3 separate regions of the Sus scrofa genome follow, and all the other regions are linked to region 2. The links are chromatin contacts, called in public Hi-C and HiChIP or PLAC-seq maps. All regions are on one chromosome and are shown on one strand. The core of a region is the stretch at or near the end of the contact, and the rest is flanking DNA. Distances in the headings are between cores, read along the strand shown. Region 1 has its middle 120 kb from the start of MYCN. Region 2 has its middle 40 kb from the start of DDX1. Region 3 holds the start of MYCN (N-myc proto-oncogene protein).

What was found. Hi-C and Micro-C count contacts between places; a contact is called where the count stands out from the background. HiChIP or PLAC-seq counts read pairs in DNA pulled down with a chosen protein or histone mark.
Region 1: a contact with region 2 is called in a Hi-C map of skeletal muscle, with 7 times the contacts expected there. The contact joins two enhancer-like sites. A contact is called at or near these places in 3 of 47 Hi-C or Micro-C datasets (embryonic fibroblasts, epiblast stem cells and skeletal muscle).
Region 3: an H3K27ac HiChIP or PLAC-seq map of skeletal muscle shows a contact between it and region 2, with 7 times the contacts expected there. The contact joins the promoter of MYCN here to the enhancer-like site in region 2. A contact is called at or near these places in 15 of 47 Hi-C or Micro-C datasets (alveolar macrophages, embryonic fibroblasts, epiblast stem cells and 10 more) and 1 of 2 datasets of contacts at active chromatin or transcription factors (skeletal muscle).

Annotation. Positions count from the first base shown.
Region 1 is chr3:121,427,877-121,431,165 of Sscrofa11.1, reverse strand. No RefSeq gene overlaps it. Among named protein-coding and RNA genes, the nearest start is that of MYCN, 120 kb to the left of the region's middle. Within about 2 kb of position 1,430, at least 29 of the 83 cell types and tissues checked have an H3K27ac peak or open chromatin away from gene starts, as enhancers often do. A contact at or near this core is called in skeletal muscle, where this site is marked.
Region 2 is chr3:121,814,399-121,818,118 of Sscrofa11.1, reverse strand. No RefSeq gene overlaps it. Among named protein-coding and RNA genes, the nearest start is that of DDX1, 40 kb to the left of the region's middle. Within about 2 kb of position 2,043, at least 15 of the 83 cell types and tissues checked have an H3K27ac peak or open chromatin away from gene starts, as enhancers often do. A contact at or near this core is called in embryonic fibroblasts, mesenteric adipose tissue, omental adipose tissue and 1 more, where this site is marked.
Region 3 is chr3:121,548,011-121,551,340 of Sscrofa11.1, reverse strand. It overlaps MYCN (N-myc proto-oncogene protein), which reads left to right and starts at 1,663. Exons shown (of 3, transcript XM_003125346.4): 1 at 1,663-2,376. It also overlaps the pseudogene LOC110260051.

The DNA.
Region 1 (3,289 bases), core at 181-2,680, 390 kb after region 2:
CCAGGAGTCCAGGTGTGGTTGAGACAGATAAATATAACATGGTGGTAAATGTCACGCTAGGGCCACATACAAGAGCAAGGCCATGGAAGAGGAAGCATCGTGATGGCTTTGTTGTTGTTTTTATTCATTTTTATGACAGTTTTAGTGCGGTATAATTGACATACAAAAATTGAGCCTATTTAAAATGAATAATTGGATAAGTTTTAACATATCTGTACACTTCTAAAATGGTCACCTCAGTTGGTCATGATGGCTTTTAAGAGGAGGAACAAGCACTAGGGGTGAGTCTGGATGGGAAGAAGCTGGGGAAAGGCTTAGGGACAGCCTAGGGTCCCTGCTTTGATTCAGGAAACAGCAGCAACATGTGTGTGTGTTGGGGGGGGTGTTGGGGGGGCATGGAGGGGAGAAAAGGAGGGATTATGAGGTTGGAGAGTCATTTGAGATGCCAGGTGACAAGTTAGGCGATATTAAGGAAACTGAAATTTATACTATAGGCAAGGGGGAGCTACTGAAGATTTTTTTAAGTGGGGAGAGAGAGAATCAGAAATTACAAATCGTTTCATTCATTCCACACGCAGATATAAGCACCTACTATGTGTCAGGCATTGTGCTACCAGACCGAATGAATGAGTGCACGGCCACCTGCTCAAAAAATGTTCTTTTCTTTCCCAATGGCAGCGAGGGTCCCTGGAACCCAGGGACCAGCTCGCGCGATGTCCAGTCCTACGGCCTCTGTCAGGAAAATCATTCGGCAGAGAGCAGATCCAACGAGAAGGCTGCCAGCTCTGGCTCCAACCTCCACCCCCTTATCTGTTTTTCTTTTTCCAAAAGACCTTGAGGACTAGAGTCGATTCCACTACAAAACGGTTACACAATTTCCCCCGGAGAAAGCGAGTTTCCACCTTTGGGGGGATGAATAAGCCCTTTCTTTTCTGGAGAGCTGGCCAATAGAGGCCCAGGCTGGGTACTGCAGGAGGGGCAGTGCGGGAACAGCCGGCTGTGGTCTAATTTGGGGGTGACTGTTTGTTTTTTCATTAAACAAAGTCTGCAGGGCAGGGGCTGTGGCTGCAGGAGCCTCCGGAGGCCGATAAAGCGGGTAAGGGAGTCAGCCTGCAGCCCTGCAGCCCTGCAGCCGCGGTGAGCTAAGTAAGGGCCCTCTGATGCCCAAAGCATCCATTTTTCTGGGGCTGCGTGTCCTATAAATGGTGCCTTTGAGGAGGCTGCCCTGGTGACAGCGGGACCCTCCCTGCAGCACCCACTCGGCCACTGGATTCTGAAAGCTGATTGTCCCTTCTCAAGCTCTGCCCTCCTGCGACATTCCTCACGCTGACCATTGTCTGCAGAAAGAGGCCATTGTCTGGGGCTGACATATCTGCTGACGGAGGCACAGGAGACAAGCAGAGCTTTGGGGAGAAAGAAATCCACCCCAAACAACAGAAAACCGGAGCCTCGCCGGAGGGCAGGGCTTAGACCGGGCTTGTTGAATCGCCCGACGCGCTGGTGTTCTTCCCGAGAGGAAATGCGCCCCCATCACGGGAGGATCAGAGTTTTATCTCTGGGCTGGAATGACACCATTTGTGCCTTTGTGTCAACAGCACTGAGAGGCCTTGTTTAGGGTTATGTGGCCAGCGCTGGGAAGGGCTTGTTTGAAGAGAAGAAAAGAAAAAACCCAGAACAATGTTCCCCCAGAAGGCGCAGAGCAGCCGCAGCCGCTGCCGCTGCCCCCGCTCCGCGCTGGGCCGTCCGGAGGCTCGCCCCGCGGCCCCCTCCGCGGCTCCTCGGCCTTGAGCGCAGCCCGGCAGGCGGGCAGCTGGCGGGACAGGTATGCCAGGGCCAGCTCTTAAAACGTGGGTAAACAGTTAAGTTCCCATCGTTCCCCACCCCCACTCCGTGCACCCCCGTGGCCTTGACTGCCCAGCCCGGCCCCCAGCCCCCTCCCAATGCGGCACTAAAGCTTAGTGCCCGCCGGGGAGAGTGGAATCATGACCCTTCCTCCCGCCACCCCCCGGGGGCAGGCAAAATGCTGGGATTCAGCCTCAGAGACCTGCTTCTGCAAGGGTGGTCCCAGGATCCGCAGCACAGGAATTACCAGGAACTTGCTGGAGAGGCAGAAGCTCAGGCCCCGCCCCAGACTTGCTGCATCCGAAGCTGCATTTTAATATGATCTCCTGGGTGGATTTGCACATTAAATTTGAGAAGGGTTGGTCTAAATTCGACGTTCTGGAACATAGCTGCGATTTTTTTTTTTTTTTTTTTTTTTTTTTGTCTTTTTAGGGCGTAGCATGTGGAAGTTCTAGGCTTAGAACTGTAGCGGACGGCCAACACCACAGCCACAGCCACGCCAGATCCAAGCCACATCTGACCTACACCACAGCTCATGGCAACACTGGATCCTTAATGCACTGAGTGAGGCCAGGGGTTGAACCTGCATCCTCATGGATACTAGTTGGGTTCATTACTGCTGAGCCATAATGGGAACTCCCTATAGCTACACACTGAAATCACCTGGGGCACTTTTGAAAGTTCCGGTGACTAGGCAGCATCTCAGGCCAATGACCTCAGGATCTCTGGGGGTGCGAGAAAACGCCAGCATTTTTAAAGACTCCCCAAGGGATTCCAACTGGTCTCCAGATTTGAGGCAGAGGAGCAAGAATGACACCTTCTTTCCCCTGTCGTGGGATTGAGTCTGCATGTCCTATAATGCAACAGTTTCTAAGTGTCTTCTCAGTGCCAAGCATCACCACAGTCTCTGAGATTCTTCAGCAAAGATCTTCACAACTGCAGTGCTTTTCTGGACAAAAGAACTCCTATTCATCCTTCAAAATCCAATGGAAAAGCTTCCTCCTCTGTGATGCATCTCTATCTCTTGAAGCAGGGAAAAATGCTTTCTCCTCCAGACTTCTATTGCCCTCTGCACTTTTCCACTGGATTTTTTTTTTTTTTTTTTTTTTTTTTTTTTTTTTTAGGGTCACACCTGTGGCATTTGGAAGTTCCCAAGCTAGGGGTCAAATTGGAGGGACAGCTGCCAGCCTATGCTACAGCCACAGCAACACAGCAGAGTTGGGATCTGAGTTGCATCTGTGACCTATATTGTAGCTTGTGGCAACTCAGGACCCTTAACCCACTGAACAAGGCCAGGGATCAAACCTACAATGTCACGGATGCTAGTCAGGTTCTTAACCTGCTGAGCCACAACAGAAACTCCTGAACTTTTCTGTGGTTACAACTGGAGTCCTGAGAACAGGGCTGTGTCTTATTATCTTTTTTTTTTTTTTTTTTTTTTTTTGTC
Region 2 (3,720 bases), core at 794-3,293:
AGTTTGTTCCCAGCCAAGTCTAAATGAGCAAAACTATGTAGGCAAACTTTTCACTGTGGTCTTCTGCCTTCAGAGGGAAGCAGCCACTTGATTGCAGCTTGAATGAGATGTTAAATGTGAAACATGCGTAGGTAAATACGAAGTGAGATATGGGCTCGTTCCCCTCATATAACAGTTTTATTATTTCCCTATAGATGCTGACATCTATCAGGAATTTTTTTTTTTTTTCCAAGTGACCTTATTTTGGGGAAAAAGGAATATTTGTTAGAGGGAAAAAATGTAGCGGAACAGGAAGGAAAGGGAGGGAGAATGTTTGCTCCCGCAGAGGCGTTGATAGAGGATTCCTTTGGTGGGAGGAGTGGGGGGGGATTTTTACTGTTGTTTTCCGTTCTGTCGATTTAAATACTTCCCTTTCATTAAAACCATCTAAAGCTCTGCCTTTTCGGAGGACAGAGAGTCCACTTTGGTCGAAGTGCTGGGGGGTGGTTGGAAAGAGCCTGGAGTCACACAGGCCTGGAGCTGATCCCAGCAATGCTACCGACTTCTAAGAGCTAAGTCGCTTGCAGGAGAACTTGAGGTCGAAGGTGGGACCTGGAATCGGCACTTGAAGGAGCTCCTCAGAAGACTGTGATGTAGATGCTCTTCCAACTACAAATCAACAAACACTCGGAGGAGTCCTGGTGACTCAGCCGGCTAAGGATCTGGTGTTGGCACAGGTCTCCGCTGTGGTTTGGGTTCAATTCCTGGCCTGAGAACTTGTGCATGTGGTGGGTGTGGCAAAAGAAAGAAACGGGAGAGAGAAAAGGAAGGAAGGGAAAAGAGGAGAAAAAAAAGAAACGCTATGAAGAAATGGCTCTTAAAGCTTTCATTCTCTCTGCAGTCTTTCACCCCAAGACTCAGGCCAGGTGGCTGAAAAGGACACCTGAGTGAGATGCTCAAAGTACCAGAGCCACCTGTCTTCCCAGGCAGGCCCTCTTCCTTCCCTTAGGTTAGTGGTTCTCAGCCCTGGCTCTGCACTGGGACCACCTTGGGGAGCTTTAAAAGCTCCCTTGTACTTCATCTCCAGAAATTCTGTTATTCTGGAGGGGGCCCTGGTACTCTAGGAGCTGCTAATGTACTGCCAGGGTTCAGAGTGGCTGCTTTAAACAGCCTGACTAGATGTTTCTTGATCCAGCTGCAAATTACTGTGTGCCCCTGGCACATGCCCTGGCTGCTGGGTGAACTAAGTTCAACGTCGTTTAGATTCAGGCTGGAAGCCTTGCTATTGCACTGTGCAGAAGTTCTTATAGAGAGAAACTTTGATAAAAATGGTACCATACCACATTTCTGAGAAACAGTAAGGTTATTTTAAAAATGAATTTTGTAGACCTGAGTTCAGTTCCTTTTAAAATAGTTACGTTGGGGCTTCAGTCTTTTAAGGATGCTTCAGTTTTTCAGAACCCATTTGGCATTTTAATTTCTCTTCTTTTTGCCACTTGGTTTTTATTTAAAACATTTCCTCTGCTTTAGACAGAGTCACTTTATAGGCTTCTGGAGACCATTGGCTTCACTTATTATTACCCTAAAAACTCCTTCCCCAGCCTGGTAACTCATCCTGTGCACCAGAAAAGCCTCTGGTTGGCTGTTGGCTGTATGTTGCTTTCATTTAAATTGCAATCAAAGAATAAATACTTACTGCTGCCAAGCAGACTTTGAAGAGGCAGCCAGGCAGTGATTAGATGGTAAGGGTGTTCCACTTTTTACGGTGGATCAGAGTCTCAGGGGAGAGAGCCTAGCATGGGAAATCCTGATCAGAATGAAGTCCTCAGGGCGGAGGTTGTAGAGAACTGGCCAGTAGTGTGGCGTCGGCTGAGTCTCGTGGGAGCTATGGTGTCTGATGATGAGTTTTGGTTTTTACCATGTGATTCCCCTGAAATCCTCAAATGTTGCCCAAGGGTTAAGCAGTTAGATGTGTTGGCATGGCCTGGGGAGAACAGGGGGGCTCTGTGTTTGGACGGAGTGGTGACGGAGGGTGTGGAAATGGGTTAGGACCCTGTCCTGTGGGAAATTACCATGAAACGCCAGGAACGCACGAGAAAACCCTCTGGAGCGGTCCTCCAGACCGAAGCTCAGCGAGGTGACGTCAGGCTTGGGGCAATCGGGCTTTGCAGGCACTCCCACGACTTCAGAGCCGTATTTGAGAGAAAACTGGCTAACCTGTAGTCACAGGCTGGAAGCTTGAGGTATTTTATTTGGCTCGGAAAAGCTAGCAATTTGGAGACACTGGGTTATACGCCGTATCATTAAACACCGTTCACTTAAAATATTGGTGTTAGTTCTGTTGGTTGTAATAACAAACTCTATCATATGCTTCCCTCCATAAATTTTTATTCATTTCCCCACAGTTGGCTCACAACCCAGCCCCAGGAGAAATGGCACGAAGGCGGCCCGCCTGCCTCTCCACCCGCTCTCCTGGGTCTGTCATTTCCAGTCTGGTGCACCAGGTGGCGCTGACGTCACACCGTGAACACCCACAAAGACCTAAACATGATGCCGGGATATTTTTACCACTTGGGGTCACTTAAGGATTACCTGACTTCCTTTTTTTTTTTTCTGCTAAGCAAATCACAGATTCAAAGGAATTATTTCCCATTACATCTGTCAGAGTCTGTGGTCTTTTTTTTTTCCTGGATCCACAGGCTGAGAAACATGCATTAAGATTTTTTCCCCCAGGAATTGGCCCCACACAGTTTGTGCTGCAGTGACTTCTCCTCTCACAAAGCACTTAACAGGACCACCGCACCCGCCTTCTCCTGGGCCCAGTGTTTGGGGGTCCTCTGCACCAAAGAACTTCCACACGTGTCAAAATTGCATTTATGCTAATTGCCACTCTCATTAGCATCTCCAGAACGCAGGCTGCTTTTCTTCAGTCATTTCCTTGATTCTCTAAAGCCCAGCTCGGAAGGAATGAAGCTCGGTGGGGTCTCATGTTAACGCCCACTCATCTCCTCCCGACACACCCGCTTATCTGGTGACCCTAGGAATCAGGGCATGGCCCTTTAGAGCTTGGTGGAGAGCTGTGGGGTGATGCCCAATTGACTGGGCCTGCCTGTGGGTGGGTGTGGGTGGGGTGAGGGCAGCCCATGTGGGCTTAGACAGGCAGCCCAAACAATGAGCCCAGTCACTTCAGAACGTAGCTGTGCCTACTTATTTAAAAAGCCAGAATGACCAGCGGAAACCCCAAGTGCCAGCCTCCCCACCGACCGACCAAGTGATTTCAGGGGACGAAGGTTGAGAGATCTGAGTGGGAAGATGACCAGATATGTGGTCTGTCCCTCTCTTTCTACTTCAAAGAATACCATTTTGGGGGTGGAAGCGGGAGAGGAGAGGAGTCATTATTCAAGAATAGCCTTCCCTGGTATAATTTAAAGCTACCGCAGGAGTTCATTTGTTTCCATCATTTCCAGTTTATAATTAATCAGTGTCAATCTCTATTCAAGAACCTGAAATGGGCCTTTATTGCCTGAATGAAGTCCAGACTAACTTGGACACTTAACAGCCCTCTTAAGTTTCGTTCTAACTTTACAATCTGTATTTCCTTTATTCCCCAGGTCACATTGGACTTGGTCTCCTCCGTCCCCTCCATGTACAACAACAGGGAACATTCATGGATCCATCCCTACGTATCAGGTATTGTTCCAAGTGCTGACTCATCTTAATGAACCCTCCTAACTCCAGGAG
Region 3 (3,330 bases), core at 414-2,913, 270 kb after region 2:
CGGAGGGCCTTTCCTGGGGCTGCTGAGGATCTGAGGGTCGGCATTCATGTCTTTCCCTCTGTGGCCGATAAGCAGAAACTCTTTGAAGCTTCTTTGGCTTCTTCAGAAGGACTTATTCCAGGACAACGTACCGTGTATGGATAACCAGCTGCTTTGCTCTGAGGACACCTCCCTGAGCAAAACAGACACAGCAGGCCTGAAGACGGCGAGGAAGACCCAGCCTCTTTCCCCACAGGTCGGGGATGGGGGGTGCGGGGGAAACGGTCCTGAAAGGAAACTTCTCAGGCAAATATAATTACAAAAGAAGGTAAGCGTTGTGTAGGGAAATCCAGGATCCTTGGGATGAATGCAGCGGGAGGGCTAGGTTTAGATTAAGGGGTTAGGGAAAGGCAAAAGTCGGGGGGTGCTGAAAGGCTTTTGCAAAGGTTTAGAGCTTTCCATATGGGAAGGAAATAATAATAAGAAAGGCGTTTGGGAGAGCCGCTCATCCTCATTCATGGGCCACTTCCTAGAACTCTGGGAACCTGACTTTCTCCCCAGAATTATGTAGGCACCCAGGGTAAAGGCTGGAAGAGCCTTCACAAATGCTAATAGGGGAGCGTCTTACAGGCTGCCCCCGACCCTCCACAGCCTCCTCCGTGACTGGTTTGAATGCAGAGGCGAATGACCAGGAGGAGTGGCATTCCAGCTTGGGGAAAAAGGAGGTGGGAGAAGCTCTCCCACCCCCATCTGGGGGGCTAGGAGAGCAACCCTTCACCCCGGGAGGAACATTTTTCCAGAGGAAATTCCACTTCCGTTGTGTATTTGGTGGCGAAGGGGGCTGCTGGGGAGGCTCCAGCTGTTCCTGGGGAGTTTGGGGACAGGGGCTAGGATGGTGGAACACCCCCCCCCCCAACGCACACACACCTGCAGGAAAGCTAGACCTGAGCGACGTGAGGATTTGATAGCAGCGGTGGGGTGGGTGTTAATTTCCCCAGAAGGATCTATCAGGATCTGTCAATAACAATAGCTGACACTCAACACTTGTCCCGCGCTGGGCACCGTTCCGAGCGCTTTCGAAATTAGTTCTCACAACCACCCTATGAGGTAAACACCAGTACTAACTCCATTTCACAACTGAAGAGACCCAGGCACAAAGAGGCCCAGTAGCGCTAGCCGCTGGCCTTTTTGCTTCCAGCAATTTGAAGCCAAGGTTTCCATGTCGAGGTTTGGGCTCCAGGAGGTGTGCCTGGCAATTCCTCCGAGAACCTGATCCGTCCCCCTGGAATTCGGGAAATCGCTGGCTTTGAAAGGCTGACTTGGGAACCCTGGGGAACGGCGGCCACCCATTCCCTTCGGAAGCCGAGCCGAACCGAGCCGCCACCTCCCGTGCGGCGGTGATGACAGGTTGACAGGGCGGCAGGGGCGGCGGGTGGCCCCGCTCGGACCCCCGAGACCGGCCCGGCAGCTCCGCTTTCTGCTCGGTCTCCGCGAGGTGTCGCCTTCGGCCGGAGAAAACACCGCGACGCCACCCTCCTAGCCCGCAGTTATTTATTTATTTTCAAACAAGGGGGCGCCCCTCTCCTTTCAATTTAAAACTAGAAATCTTCTGCGGTCTCGCTCCTAAATGGGCGCGTCCTCTCCCTCCCACCTCGTTCCCTGGGTCCAGCTTTAAGCAGATAGAGACAGCTCTTAAGCAGCCCCCAACCCCCCGCACGGGCCGGCTGGACCTTGGCCTGGCGCTCAGCAGCACACTAACGCAGTCGAGGTGGAGGCTGGGTTAGGAGGCTCGGAACCACTCCCCCAATCCCAACAACACCCCCGGAACCCTCCGGAAAAAATTTTTTTTTAATGCTAAGCAATTGCCAGGCCCGCCGGGTGGGTGCTGCATTGCACCACTCGGCGCGCAGCTGGTCCGCAGAGTGCACCGGGTGCAAGCTCGGGGGCCTAAAAGGGCGGGAGGAGCACGCCCCGGGCTTCCCAGCTTTGCAGCCTCCTCTCTGCAAAGAAGAAAAGCAAGTGGCTTTTGGCGCGAAAGCCTTGGCGCCTCCCCTGATTTTTATGGAAATCAAGAGGGCGGGGTAAAGCCGCTTTCCTCTGCCGTTCTCCCTCCCCCTTGTCTGTGCCGCAGCCCCCTTCTCTCCCCGCCCCCCGGGTGTGTCAGATTTTTCAGTTAATAATATCCCCCGAGCTTCAAAGCGCAGCCAGTGACAGTCATCTGTCTGGACGCGCAGGGTGGATGCGGGGGGCTCCTGGGAACTGGGTTGGAGCCGAGCGAGCGCTAGCCAGGCGCAAGCGCGCACAGACTGCAGTCACCCGAGGACCACCCCCCGCCCCCTGGCCACCCCGGGACCCCCCGCAAAGAATCGCCTCTGGATCCCCGGCAGTCGGCGGGAGGTAAGAAGCGGGGGTTGCAAACAGCCCGGCGCCCCCGGAGCGGCTATAGCGCGGCGGGAAGGCAAACCCTGGACAGGATCGCGGCTGGCGCACAGGGCGCCCGAATATGCCCGGGGGACTGTTTCTGCTTCGGAAACAAAACCATCTCGGGGGTTCCCCTGAAAAGCCAGTTCCAGTCCCGAAGCCTCCCGGGCTGGGAGAGACCCGCCCTAATCCTTTTACTGCCCTTGCCAGGGGGTTGTAATGGCTTCGTCGAAAAGAAATTCACCCTTCTCTAGAACATTTGTCTGCAATTGAGCTGACGGGGAGCCGGTGCGCCCCCACTCCAAAGCTGGGTTCTTCTCCAAAGGTCGCCCCCAGAGGAAGAAGGGAGGGTTAAGCAGGGCGAGGCCGTCACGGTGGTAATCTGGGTCACGGCTGCTCCAGGCTGCTCCAGCTTGGAGGAGACGCGGTTCTCCCGGCGACCCTCCCCGCGCTGGTGCCCCTAAATCATTGCCGGGAACTGGGGTCCAGGCGCTCCTCTCTCCCAGGAAGAGGACGTTGTTGGGGGTTTGAAACAGTGGGGGAGTGGGTTAGAGGGGTTCAAAACCAGCTATTGGCAGTACTCCCCCTGCAGCGGGTGGATGCCGGGGGCGTCTGCTCAGTTGGGGGGGGGTGTCTGGATTTGGGTGCCTGTTGTTGGTCTCGGTCTAGAGAAAGGATTTTTCCATTTGCAAAGTTTCCTCAATCCCCCACTATCGCTTGCGCTCCCCAGGTTGCAATTTTACAAAGCGGGGACCGAGGGCACTCCAAAGCCGGTGCCCGGTACCTGGGTTGGAGCCTGGGGCTTCCTTGGAGCAGCTGGCCCTACTTGGGTGCAACCGGGATTGTCGGCGAGCTGGTGGGAGCTAGAATTCTGCAGCCTTGAACAGCCCCCTCCCCCAGGCGTTGCCTTGTGTGAATGAAATGGCAGTT